Regions from separate parts of the Anser cygnoides genome. Here region 2 is linked to region 1. A link is a contact called in public Hi-C data. All regions are on one chromosome and are shown on one strand. The core of a region is the stretch at or near the end of the contact, and the rest is flanking DNA. Distances in the headings are between cores, read along the strand shown. Region 1 holds the start of SOCS5 (suppressor of cytokine signaling 5). Region 2 holds the start of TTC7A (tetratricopeptide repeat domain 7A).

Region 1 (5,906 bases), core at 2,095-4,594:
TGTACGGTGCAAGCTCTTTAGACAAATCATGTTGTGTAGTAGCAGCTTCATACCTATCCTCTTCGGTCTGCCACCTAAAAAGCAGCTGTGTGTGGCAATGGTCAGTTAACAGGAAGATTTAAAGTCATTATGCTAGTCTTGCACTTTTTTACTTACTGAGGACAAGATAAGCTTTCCTTCCTTTCTGTTTTACCCTTTTCCCTTTCTGCTATTTACCGAAACGTTGATATATAATGTATGAAAACACATTGTGTATATCCTTGCCTTCTGTACTGTTAAAGCAGCACAAATGAGTTCTCTTGGGTTGTGCTGGAAGTCAGGGATCCCTGATTCCCTGTCCTGTAACTCTGTAAACCCTGGACCGCATAAATTGTTGCAGAATCAGATTTAAGAAAAAAACAATATATTTGGTCATAAGAGTCTATTAAAAAAGCATAACCAAAGAAAATCCTAACAACTTAAAAAGTGTCAGTGGCAGCAATGAAACCCACTTTCAGATTCTGTCTTCTAAATATCAGTCTTCTGAAACTTTACAAGCTTTGGTTTTACCAGTTTTCTGAATGACTGCCACCTAAGCAAATTTGAGTAATGAACCGTTCAGATGTCTTGATAAAACATGATATAAGGGAAGAAATTACAATGACCCCAAGAGTACCACACATAGGTACACAAAATGTAGGCAACTTTATTTACCAAAGCTGAATAGAGGCTGTCAGTTAATATTGGCTATTCTGCTAGTTCTCCATCAGTTCATTGCAATTGCATGGAGTTTTGTATTTAATCTCTGTACTCAGTTATGTTGGTTTTCTTTTTTTTTCTTTCTTTTTTTTCTTCTGTGTTTCCATGAAGGGGTTAATCCAGGTAGAAATTAAGGGACATCCCAAAAGATGTCCTGCTGTGGAAACAAAAGGAAGGAAGTAGGAAGGAGGTTGTTCAGACAAGCATGTTTGCACAAGTAGATCCGAGAGATGTTGGATTTTAAGTAGCAATTATTAGATTGAAGACCTTAATTCCTCTTGACAAACTGAAGAGGTCTGATACTGTGTGGATAGGGTTTATATTAAATGGGGTTCCTTCCAGGCCATGTGGAACGTCTGCATAAGAGCAGCAATGATTTCTAAGGTGCCAGCCATTGCTCTACTCTATGAAAAGTTTCAAGCTTTTTCTCTCCTTTATTATTTCTGTCTCAGAATGTAAAACTTTACACATGCACTAAAATATGAATATATTTAATAGGATTGAGGTGTAAATGATATTTTGATGAAAATCTAGTTACAGGGATGTAGCATCTTTGTGGATGTAGGATTAACTGCTATTGTTCTAGCTGAAACTGTAGCTTAATCCCGACAAAAACAGTAACATCAAGAGGTTTTGGTCTATGAATAAGAAGAGATACAGCACATTTGGGGCTTTAGGGTCTGTGCTTAATCAAACTTAATAGTTCCGAGAAGTCCATAAGTATCTAGCATAAAAAATATTTACTATGTACTAGAATTAAACATGAATGCTTCCTACAGAAGTCATTAAAAAGGGAAACAGTCTGAAAGTTGAAGTTAAAACTGACTTATGTAACTTTTATACAGGTGGAGTCAGCAGTGGGTAACTGCAGAAATAAATTGTAACTTCAGTCATGCTTCTGAAGCAAAGGCTTTTAGGTGATGTGGTGATACTAAATGTTATAGAATCACAGACTGGATGGGGTGGGAAGGGACTTCTGTAGGTCCCATAGTCCAACCCCTGCTCAAGCAGGGCCACCAACAGCAGGTTGCTCAGGACCACATCCAGGTGGCTTTTGAAGATCTCCCAAGATGCAGGCTCCAAAACCTCTCTGGGCAACCTCTGCGAGTGCTTCGTCACCTGCACAGTAAAAAAAAAAATAAAAAATAATAATTTCCTGATGTTCAGAGGGCACCTCCTGTGCTCCAGTTTGTGTCCATTGCCTCCTGTCTTGTCACTGGGCACCACTAGAAATAGCCCGCCTCCCTCTTCTTTGCATTCTCCCTTCAGATATTTATGTACATTGACGAGCTCCCCTGATCTTCTCCAGGCTGAACAGCCCAGCTCCCTCAGCCTTTCCTCACAGGAGAGGTGCCATTAACTACCATCCATTAGTAGTCCATTAACTACCTTCATGGCCCTTCACTGGAACCCTCCCCACCACGTCCACATCTCTCTTGTACCGGGGAGCCCAGAACTGGACCCGGCACTCCAGGTGTGGCCTCACCAGTGCCGAGCAGAAGGGAAGGCTCCCCTCCCTCGACCTGCAGGCACCACACGTCACCACAGGCCTTCTTTGCTGCGAGCTGCTGACTGGTGTTCAACTTGGTGTCCACCAACACCCCCAGGTTCTTCTCTACAAAGCTGATTTCCAGGCGGTCAGCCCCAACACGCGCCTGGGGTTGTTCCTCCCCAGGTGCAGGGCTTTACCCTTCCCTTTGGTGTAACAGTAACTTAGAATCACAGAATCATCAAGGTTGGAAGAGACCTCCAAGACCATCTGGTCCAACCATCCCCCTACCACCAGTAACACCCACTAAACCATGTCCCTAAGCACCACGTCCAACCTTGCCTTGAACACCCCCAGGGACGGTGACCCCACCACTTCCCTGGGCAACCCCTTCCGATGTCTGACTGCTCCTTCTGAGAAGAAATGTCTCCTCACTTCCAACCTGAGCCTCCCCTGGCGCAACCTGAGGCCATTCCCCCAGCCCTCCCTTGCACCCTAGCAGCGACCAGCACGCTTTGTGTGGTGCGATTCGGTGCGTTTTGGCTGTACCGCAGCCAGGCAGTGAGCTCGCTCCCCATTACAGGGAAGAAGCGAGGGAAAGGAGGGAGAAGCGTTCTGCACAGGGCACAGCCCCTGTACGACAACGACAACAACATGGCTCCAACAGCCTTTAATGTGCCACAGCGCCCTCACGGCGGACCCGCCCGAGCCGGGCCGAACGGGGCCGAGCGCGGCCGAAGCCGCCCGAAGCCGCCCGAGCCCCGCCGCGTCCGGCCGAGTCCGGCTGAGGCTCCTCGAGCGCCGCTTCCGCCTGCTGCCCCGCCACGTGACGCGGCCCCGCCCCGCGCCCCTCGCCCGAACCCAAAATGGCCGCCGGCGAGCCCCTTCCCAGACTGGGCATCGCGCCCGACTCCAAGATGGTCGGCGGCGGAGGCCCGTCGCAGCCATCCTAGCGGGTCAGCCCGGGCGCTGCTCCCGGATAGGCCGCGCGACGCCCCGCCCCGCCCGGCCCGCCGCTCCCATTGGCCGCGCCGCGAGCCAACCCGTCTCCTATTGGCTGCCGAGGCGTCGCTCCCGCTCTGCCCGCTGCGGGGCCGGGGGAGCTATTTTCCATTCGGCGGGGGGGGGCCGGGAGGGGGCCCGGCGGAGCGCACGGCGCGCGCCCAGCGGCAGGCGGCGGCGGGACATGGCGGCGGCGCTGCGGCGGCCGGAGGGGCCCGGGGGGCCGCCGGGACGGCGCTGAGGGGCCGCTGCCCCGGCACGGCGGTGGGTGCGTGGGGACGGGACCGGGACGGGAACGGGAACGGGGCGGCATCGGCGGCCGCTCCTCGCCGCCGCAGGTCCGGGCAGGGCCGGGGTGGCCGCCCCGGGGAGCTGCCGCGGCTGGGGACCGGCTGGGGGCGCAGCTCGGGGCGGTGCTGTGAGGGGACGGCCCGGTGCTGGTGGTGGTGGTGGTGGTGGTGGTGCTGGTGGTGGTGCTGGTGGTGGTGGTGGTGCTGGTGGTGGTGGTGCTGGTGGTGGTGCTGGTGGTGGTGGTGGTGCTGGTGGTGGTGGTGGTGCTGGTGGTGGTGCTGGTGGTGCTGGTGGTGGTGGTGGTGCTGGTGGTGGTGCTGGTGGTGGTGGTGGTGCTGGTGGTGGTGGTGCTGGTGGTGGTGGTGCTGGTGGTGGTGGTGGTGCTGGTGGTGGTGCTGGTGGTGCTGGTGGTGCTGGTGGTGCTGGTGGTGCTGGTGGTGGTGCTGGTGGTGCTGGTGGTGCTGGTGGTGCTGGTGGTGCTGGTGGTGCTGGTGGTGCTGGTGGTGCTGGTGGTGTCAGCCCCATGGCTCGGTGCTTGCAAGGAATCACGGCCACCTGGCCTGGCACCTGGTCAGGGCATGCATGTGGGTGGGCAGCATGCAGGAGTTACGCTCCCCTTCCCTGAACACGTTCGGAATGCTTCTCTTTCTTTTTTTCATCTCTTCTAAAGCCCACTGAAGTTTTATGAGATGTTGCTGCGATTGTAACCGGTGGTGTTAGGCAGTGTGTGCACAGCCAGATCGTCCCACGGGGCACCACTCTCCCTGCATGTGGGGTACCACCCCTGGTTATGCCATGCCAGCCCTGTGATGAAAAATACAGTGCTTTTCCACCAAAACTCATCCCATTATGGCCTGTGTTGCTCCCTTTACTTTGGTAAACGAACAGCTTTTCCCACATAAACTGCAACAACTCCAGGATTATTTTTGTTGGTGGTGCTGTGGTATATTCCTACAAGAAAATGTTTTTAGGGTAGATGTAGTCCAAGTGAGCTGTTTGCAGGGGGATGACATGAATGAAAAGTGCTACCCGAGGTTGCGTTTATGTAACCTTATTTAAAACTGAATTTGCACAGAAAAAGACTGGCTCTCGTAGTAATTGATCTGTCTCCTCCAGAAGGCAGTGAGCTAAGCATGTGTGTTGGATGTCAAGATGAGAGTGAAAATCCTGAGAGTTTCCTTGTGGCTTTAAACTGTTGTGCAGGAGGCTGCATGCTGCATTATCATGGCTATCCAAATACTTCACGTGCTTTGAATACATCTGACTGTTCTGTTCTAGATAAGAGTTTTTAATCATAAAACCTTCTGTGTGGTTATTTTGTTTAAACTTCAGCCTCTTAGAGGCGAGCAATTGCATGTCAGGGTGCTTTTTTTCTTTATAATCTTATTAATATCCTATGAGGTAGGGCCCAGTGCCGGAAGGAGATTGTTCAGTTGCTGGACCCTTTAGTGTGGACTTGTTTAGAGAATCGGTGTCGTAATGTGGCTTCCTAGAAGTGCTTTTGTTTTTATTAAGGAATTACAGAATGAGGGTGTGATTCCTACCTTCCTTTCATGTAAACCTGGTTAGCTTCAGCTAGGGATGCTGCTCCAAGATCACTCTTACCAAAGAGTCTTTTTAGTCCCATTCCTCCCCGCAAAGCGTGTTTTTGCATCGCCGAGGCTGCAGTTCGTGTGCCAGAAGCTTTGAGTGCAGCGAGCCACCGAGCAGGATGGGATGTCCCTTCCCAAGCGCACTTCGGGAGGGGAGTTTGGGGCCGCGTCACTGCTCTCTCGGCTCTCCTGACTCTGCTGCTGAGCTCCTGCCTCGTGTGGGCCTCTGTGTGCACGGACAGCATCAGGGCCGGTTCTTAAAGTGTGTTGCATCCGGAGGAATCTGGAGGCTGGTTCACATCGTCTCACATCGCCCAGGTTTGTGCCGTGTGAGGCCTCCTGCTGAAGCTGCTAGCCTGCGCTCGGCCTGGGTATAACCCTGTTACCTTATCAGATGCAGACTTTGGAGGTTGTGGTCATGAGATACTGACAGGAGGTAAGTAGCCACAGCGAACTACTGAAAGGAGGCAAGTCTCCAAGTTAATAGCTGCTAATTCGTTCGGTTATTAACCTGCAAGCTGGGATGCTCAGATGGACTTGATGTTAAAGCAATAGTCTTAGCAGTGGGGTCTACATAAGGACAGATTTGATTCTCTCTGCTGTTTTTGTTCATTAATAACTACGGCAGAATGAATTAAATAGACTTTTAGGATGTATTCTGAGTCAGTCTGAAGCAAACTGTAAAAAAAGAGAAAACAGAATGAGTTTGAGACCTGATGGACTGAGCTGCTGAGATCTGTTCTGATTTTCCAGTTTGCCTAAATGTCTCGTGTCTACCCCAGTTTCAGAATTGC
Region 2 (5,906 bases), core at 973-3,472, 140 kb after region 1:
CGATAGACTAACCTAGCAGATGTGTTCTTAATTTGAATCTTTATGTCGCACAGACATATAGTTTCTGTACTGTATAGAAACATCATCCTTTGTGTCAGAACGTGTAACAGAGTGAGAAATGAAAAGAAACATGTTCAGTACAGTGGTGTAACTTAAAGGTAGTAAAAGGTCAGTATGTGATACTGCGTTAGCATTGTCTTCCCAAGGATCGTACCTGCATCTGTCCTTAAATATTTGTAGCTGGGAAGAGAATGTGTTTAGAAAGGTGAAGAAAACAAAGGCAGACCATGACTGGTTCTTCTAAGCCGAATTTGTGCAAGATGTCTCTTCGCTTATCCACGGCAGTAATAGTTTGGGCTTGAAAACAGCAGGCTTAGAACCTGCAGCAGCATCGTATCACGTGCTACTTCTATAACCTCACATCAGCTTAATTCCATCGTGGACAATTTCCCTTTTTCCTCTCCCCATCCCTGGCTATCAAAGTATCCCCTTTGTCAAATCATTTCCACTCTTCGCCCACAGTAAAGTTTAAACGACAGTGGAGTCTTCTTGAAAACTGTGATGTGACATGAAAAAACTATGATAAAGTTAGTATGTTTATAAATCAAGCCAAAGGGATAATAGTCTTGTTTTCACAAGAACTGTTCTACTGTAACTGCACTGAAGGTGTGTTGTGACTATGCTACTTAAAGCTGGTTTAAGAAAGTCAGAACTGTTTGCAAATGCACAAGCCATTACAATATACCACCTACCTCTTTGTGGACATGTGATATAGCGGTAGCAAGCTCTAGCCCATCTAACAAATTATTGCCATCATAATCATGCATTTTGAAGTAATGAAGCTGCAACTCTTGCGGAGACATCTCAGATTCTGGTTTTTCAATAACACCTTCCAAATGTTCCATGATGTGTCTAAGAAAAAAAAAAACAACAAGCGACATACCAGTTAGTTAATATTTAATTCTATGTTGACATCAAATTTAGTCTTTGATCAAGCAGTCAAGTGCACAGGAAGCACTGTATCTCTAAAAGCACCCTAGACAACCAGGACAACTGACAGTTTTACACTAAAATGAGAAAGGCACAAAGGTTGGTTGTTACAGGTGTTGCAGTGGCCCCTAGCGTCTTAGGTAGCTATTCCTCTTTCTTCTGGCCTACTGAACTGATTACAAAAACAAGCCAAGCAGCCCTCAGAGTCTCCTTTGGGCTGTTTTCCAAAGCAAAGGGTCTGGAGGAAGAGCATTTATACTCATACATGAACTAGGGAACTGCATTTGCTGCTACCTCTCTTTGGTGCGTGAAGAAGCAAGGAAGAAGAAAACCATTCCCTGCCCGCTTAAAGTACTGTTTTGTCTAAAGTACATTGATCTAGGCGAGCAGGGTTCCTGTAAGAAATCACTTATAGCGTGAGTTGTGCTGAAGGCTCCGGAGACCTTTCCGGGTCTGGCACCTGCTGTCAAGTTCTCCAGCAGCTGCCTCCTGCCTGCCCCCAGCTCTTCACGCGGTACCCCGAGCCGGGCGGCTGCCCTCGCCTTTAACCCGCCTGGCGCCGCAGGAGGTAAGCAGACGGCTAAGAAGCACCGTCGGCGTTTTCGGGACACGTACTCCTTATCTTGCACCAGGTTCTTATCGAGGCGGATGTTCGCGTGCTGGCCCTCCCCGCCGCGCTCCTCAGCCAGGGCGCCGAGGAGGGAGGCGGCCAGGCAGCAGCACAGGAGAGCCGCTCCAACACCCCTCGGGGCCATGGCGATCTCCTGCGGAGAGGAAAACAGAGCGCGGAGAGACGGGCGACGCCCGGCCGTTAAACCGCCGCCCGCAGCCGTTAAACCGCCGCCGCGGGATGGCGGCCCTGGCCCCCAGGTGGAGCCGGGCCCTGCGCTCCCCTCCGCCCACGGCGCATGCGCGCGCCCCGCCCCGCCCCGCCCCTCGGCGCCCCGCCCGCCGGCTGCACCTTGCGGCGGGGCGCGGTCGCGTCACGGCGCCCGCAGGGCCGCGTGCAGCGCTCGCCGGCGGCCAGGTGCGGCGGGAAGGGGCGGGGCCTCACCCTCGGGGGGCGGGGCCTCGGCGCCGCGGGGGCTCCGCTCGGTGGGCGTGGCTTCCCGCTCGGTGGGCGTGGCTTCCCGGCCGGTGGGCGTGACTTACCGCTCGGTGGGCGTGGCTTCCCGACGGATGGGCGGGGCCTCTCGGCCAATGGGCGTGGCTTCCCGGCCGGTGGGCGGGGCCTCCCGGCCGGTGGGCGCGTCCCGGCGGCGCCCCGCGGTCCGGCGGCGGCGGGGCGCTAAGATGGCGGCGCTGTGGCACGTGAAGCTGTCGGGGGAGCTGGAGCGGTGCCGGGCGGAGCGGCACTGGGCGCAGCTCCGGCTGCTGGTGCGGCACCAGCTGCTGCCCCCCGCCAGGGCGCCCCGCAAGGCGGCGGCGGGCGCCGAGGAAGCCGGTAAGGGGGCGGGGGGAGCGGCAGCGGGGCGCTGACCTGCCCCGGGAGCCGGGGGGAGCCCCGGGGTGCTGGTCCGGCCGCGGGGGGGGGGCTCCGCGGTGCCTTCCCCTGGCGGTCCCGAGGGCAGCGCCCGTTGGCCGGGTGCCCGGGGAGCGGCGGTTCGGGGGCTCGGTCCCTCCTTGTGCCTGCGCCTCTCGCCTCCGGCAGAGGGGCCGGCGAGCGCCTGGGTGCTCCCCGGTGCCGCGTACGAGTGGCTGTGGCTGGGGGTGGGCACGCGCAGGGCCCGCTGTGTTGTGCCGCTTCCCCGTTTCGCGGTGCCGGCGCGCGGTAGGTGCGTGCCGGCCGTCGGGCGGGCGGAGCTCCGCTCCCGCGCCGGTGTGCGCTGGCGCTCGGGCCGCAGCACGCGCGCTGTGCCTCGCGCGGGGGGGGCGAGCGGGCAGCGGCTGCCCCACGGGCTGCGAGTGCGGGGAGGACGCTGCCCTGCGCCCCCGTTCCGCAGCTTCGGGCTCTGGAACACGAAGTCTGTGTGACACACAGTGCTCGTTTGGTTTTTTTCTTCTTTGATTTACAAAGACGTTCTTACCCTATTTGACTCAGCAGCCGGCTGTTTGAGATACTCCTTCTATGAATGAATGAGCTGCTGAACTAGACCCATCAAGCGAGAGCTCCAGCTACGCCGCCAGATGAGATGTTTTTAGCAAGTGATGCATCTTAAAGTTCATAGAAAATAATTTCTTCTAAGTAAAATATTAAGCTTCTGATGCAGTTACTGTTCTGTAGTGAAGATCATGGCTTATGCCTAGTCTGAAGCAAGTTTTCATGCTTGTACATTCACAAATTTTAAGCGTGTACTTAAATGCTTGCTAAGACTGGTCTTACAGTTTTTCATCACAAAACTCACTTTTAAATTAATTGCTACATTAGTGACAACACAAGAGTGAGCTTTGCTGTCAAAATGAAAGGATCCAATCAGGGAAAAATCGTTTAATTAAAAGGAAATGTCATTTTATTTTTCATAGATAACAATGTTTCCAATACCCCAAGTTAACACTACTTCCTCTTTTCCTCCACTAGTTCCTCTCACCCCTCAGAGTTACTATTTATGTGTCTTGCAGATGATGAGTTTTCTCTTAATCCTGTTTAAATGTTAGTGTAATGCTATTTAAAAAAAGTAGTGCTGATAATAGCATTCGAAAATGCTAAGTGATGTTTCTCGTTGGTTGGTGTATGCTTTCAGAGGACTATGGGAGTATGCTGCTTGCCGAAGCTCTGCTGGAAGAATGCTTACAGGAAAACTTTGCCAAACTGAAGGACTCCATTCCCCTGACAGAGAAGAATGAGCCCAAACTGAGTGAAGCTAAGCAGTATCTGACCAATGTCTTAAGCAGAGGAAAGCTGCGGGTAAGTGGGCTCTGTCATTGTAACTGCTGATAACGTAATGCTTTTTTCATGTGATTGTTAGCCTGATATGAGGTGTTGACATTGCCTTATCACGTCCCCCTATTTACAGTGCTGTAGTTATAGGTATTACTAATGTCCTTGTAATTCAGTGCCCCTCTGCAGTGTCTTCTGTTGGGAGATTGCTTTTTCATATCCGAACAGGTTAGGTATTACAAATATATCCTTCTTTTTGATTACAAAGACTTGGGCTGAGTATGTAGGAGCTCTCTGCAGCCATGGTGCAGAGCCTTCTAATGGTGCTGCTGGGTTTGCCCAGCTGAGGGACCTCCTGCCGCTCCAGGGCTGAAGGAATTGCGTGCACCTGGTCAGCTCCAGTACAGAGGTAAAATGTGCTTCACGCTGCTGCTGGGCCGTTGAGGTCGTAGTGCAAGTCCAAGGTTACAGCCTTGCATTGCTTTCGGTCCCTGCCAGAGAAGTTACGCCAACTTAGCCTCAGTTTTGTTTCATGTTCTGAGTGTGTGGTTCATAGCTGCCCATTAGCAGAGAGCTTTAGGAGAGTTTCAAGACACTGCCTCAGTGGCTACTGGTGACCTTGAACAGTGGGGCTTTAATAAGGCTATGAATTACAAGTCTGAAGTTCTAGGCTTGTACTGCTCCTGGTTCTGAAACTTGCAGCGTAATGAGCTTGCAAGTGGATGTTATACTTTGATCGTGTTACTTGCAACAGAGCCCATGTTCAGCTTTTATTTTTCTGTGGGGCAGTTCCTTGTTTGTATCTTCTCAAAAGTCAGTGTATTTAAATAAAAAGATAGGGTAGGAAGGAGGATTCATCCAGCCCTTTTTCTTTATAGTTTAGCCCCAGTAACAGCCAAAACCACTGTTCTTGTTTGGTTTTTTTTTGTTTGTTTGTTTCCAGGTCTAGGTGTTAGGTTTGGCTTCATGAATTGCAATTACTGTTTCTTTGTAGTGGTGATTTGGCTACTCATGTTGGTTACTTACAAGCAACTCTTGAACCTGTGTAGACTGCATGTGTTTAAAAACTGGGAGTGAAGGATTAGGAACCTCTCCTGCTTTTGGAAACATTAGAAAGGGTCCAAATGTTTGTCTCTTACTGAGAGTGTTTTTTTTTTCTTTTGCACACATTTGTATAGACATTTTCAATACGCCTTAAGGACCAAACAAATCCTAGAAATGGCAGGCATGCTTTCTGCCTCTACTTTTGCCTGAACTTTTTTTTTGAGAACTTAAGAAAACTTGGGAACTTTCCTGCTTTTTTTGATTAAATGTACAGAGGAGAGGGGACCAGTAACTGAATGACTGAAAAATATTTTCTATACAGTTTAAAAGCAGGGGATTTCCTTGGTGTGTATGTCTAGTTATGATAGTGACAGGCTTTAGTGTTATCCATGGCTGGTGAATCAATAGAATAGGTCAGTGGCAAGGGAAGAGGTGACTTGTAAGCTGTGTGTTTCCAGACTGAGCTCCAAAGTAATTCCTTGACCTTTGTGGCTTGCTGCTCTCATAAGCATAGTGCTAAGATCTCTAGACGCTTAAATCCTTACTTCTCCAAATTGTGTAGTTGGCAAGGTTAAGAACAAAACATTTTGAATCTCCTTAATTTGTGCTAAAGTATCTCATTTGTGCTCATTGGTATTTTACCATGTAAATGCTCTTTTCCCCTCATTTCTGTTTCAGCCTAAGTATATGATAGAAGCTATGCTGATCCTAGGGAAGCTTCATTACGTAGAGGGATCCTACAGAGATGCCATCAGCATGTATGCAAAAGCAGGAATCGATGACATCTCAACAAAAGATGAACCCCTGTACATGCTGCGTTTGGTGACTGAAGCCTTCGTTATTAAAGGTAAAGGACCACATACATATATTTGAAGTATGCTATGTAGGTAGAAAGTTGAAGGTATTTCTCCAAGTGGCTTGATATGATCAGATTGGCAGTGTTGTTGACTTTAGAAAGTTCTACTGGGTATGGTGTGTACAGTTTAAAATTGAAGGCGTCATGCAGTCTTGGTCCATGATTTTTAAACTTGGCTGATTTGTAAAAGAAAGGTTG

What was found. A called contact is a pair of places that touch in the nucleus more often than the background predicts.
Region 2: a Hi-C map of liver shows a contact between it and region 1, with 2.4 times the contacts expected there. The contact joins the promoter of TTC7A here to the promoter of SOCS5 in region 1. A contact is called at or near these places in 3 of 7 Hi-C or Micro-C datasets (all in liver).

The regions. Positions count from the first base shown.
Region 1 is chr3:30,113,843-30,119,748 of Taihu_goose_T2T_genome, forward strand. It overlaps SOCS5 (suppressor of cytokine signaling 5), which reads left to right and starts at 3,345. Exons shown (of 3, transcript XM_066993808.1): 1 at 3,345-3,493. It overlaps CRIPT (CXXC repeat containing interactor of PDZ3 domain), which reads left to right. Exons shown (of 6, transcript XM_013171097.3): 6 at 1-2,078.
Region 2 is chr3:30,252,469-30,258,374 of Taihu_goose_T2T_genome, forward strand. TTC7A (tetratricopeptide repeat domain 7A) reads left to right here and starts at 2,223. Exons shown (of 20, transcript XM_048079466.2): 1 at 2,223-2,434; 2 at 3,672-3,835; 3 at 5,531-5,699. The coding sequence starts at 2,284. It overlaps MCFD2 (multiple coagulation factor deficiency 2, ER cargo receptor complex subunit), which reads right to left and starts at 2,264. Exons shown (of 4, transcript XM_066993815.1): 1 at 2,143-2,264; 2 at 1,606-1,754; 3 at 753-912. The coding sequence starts at 1,745.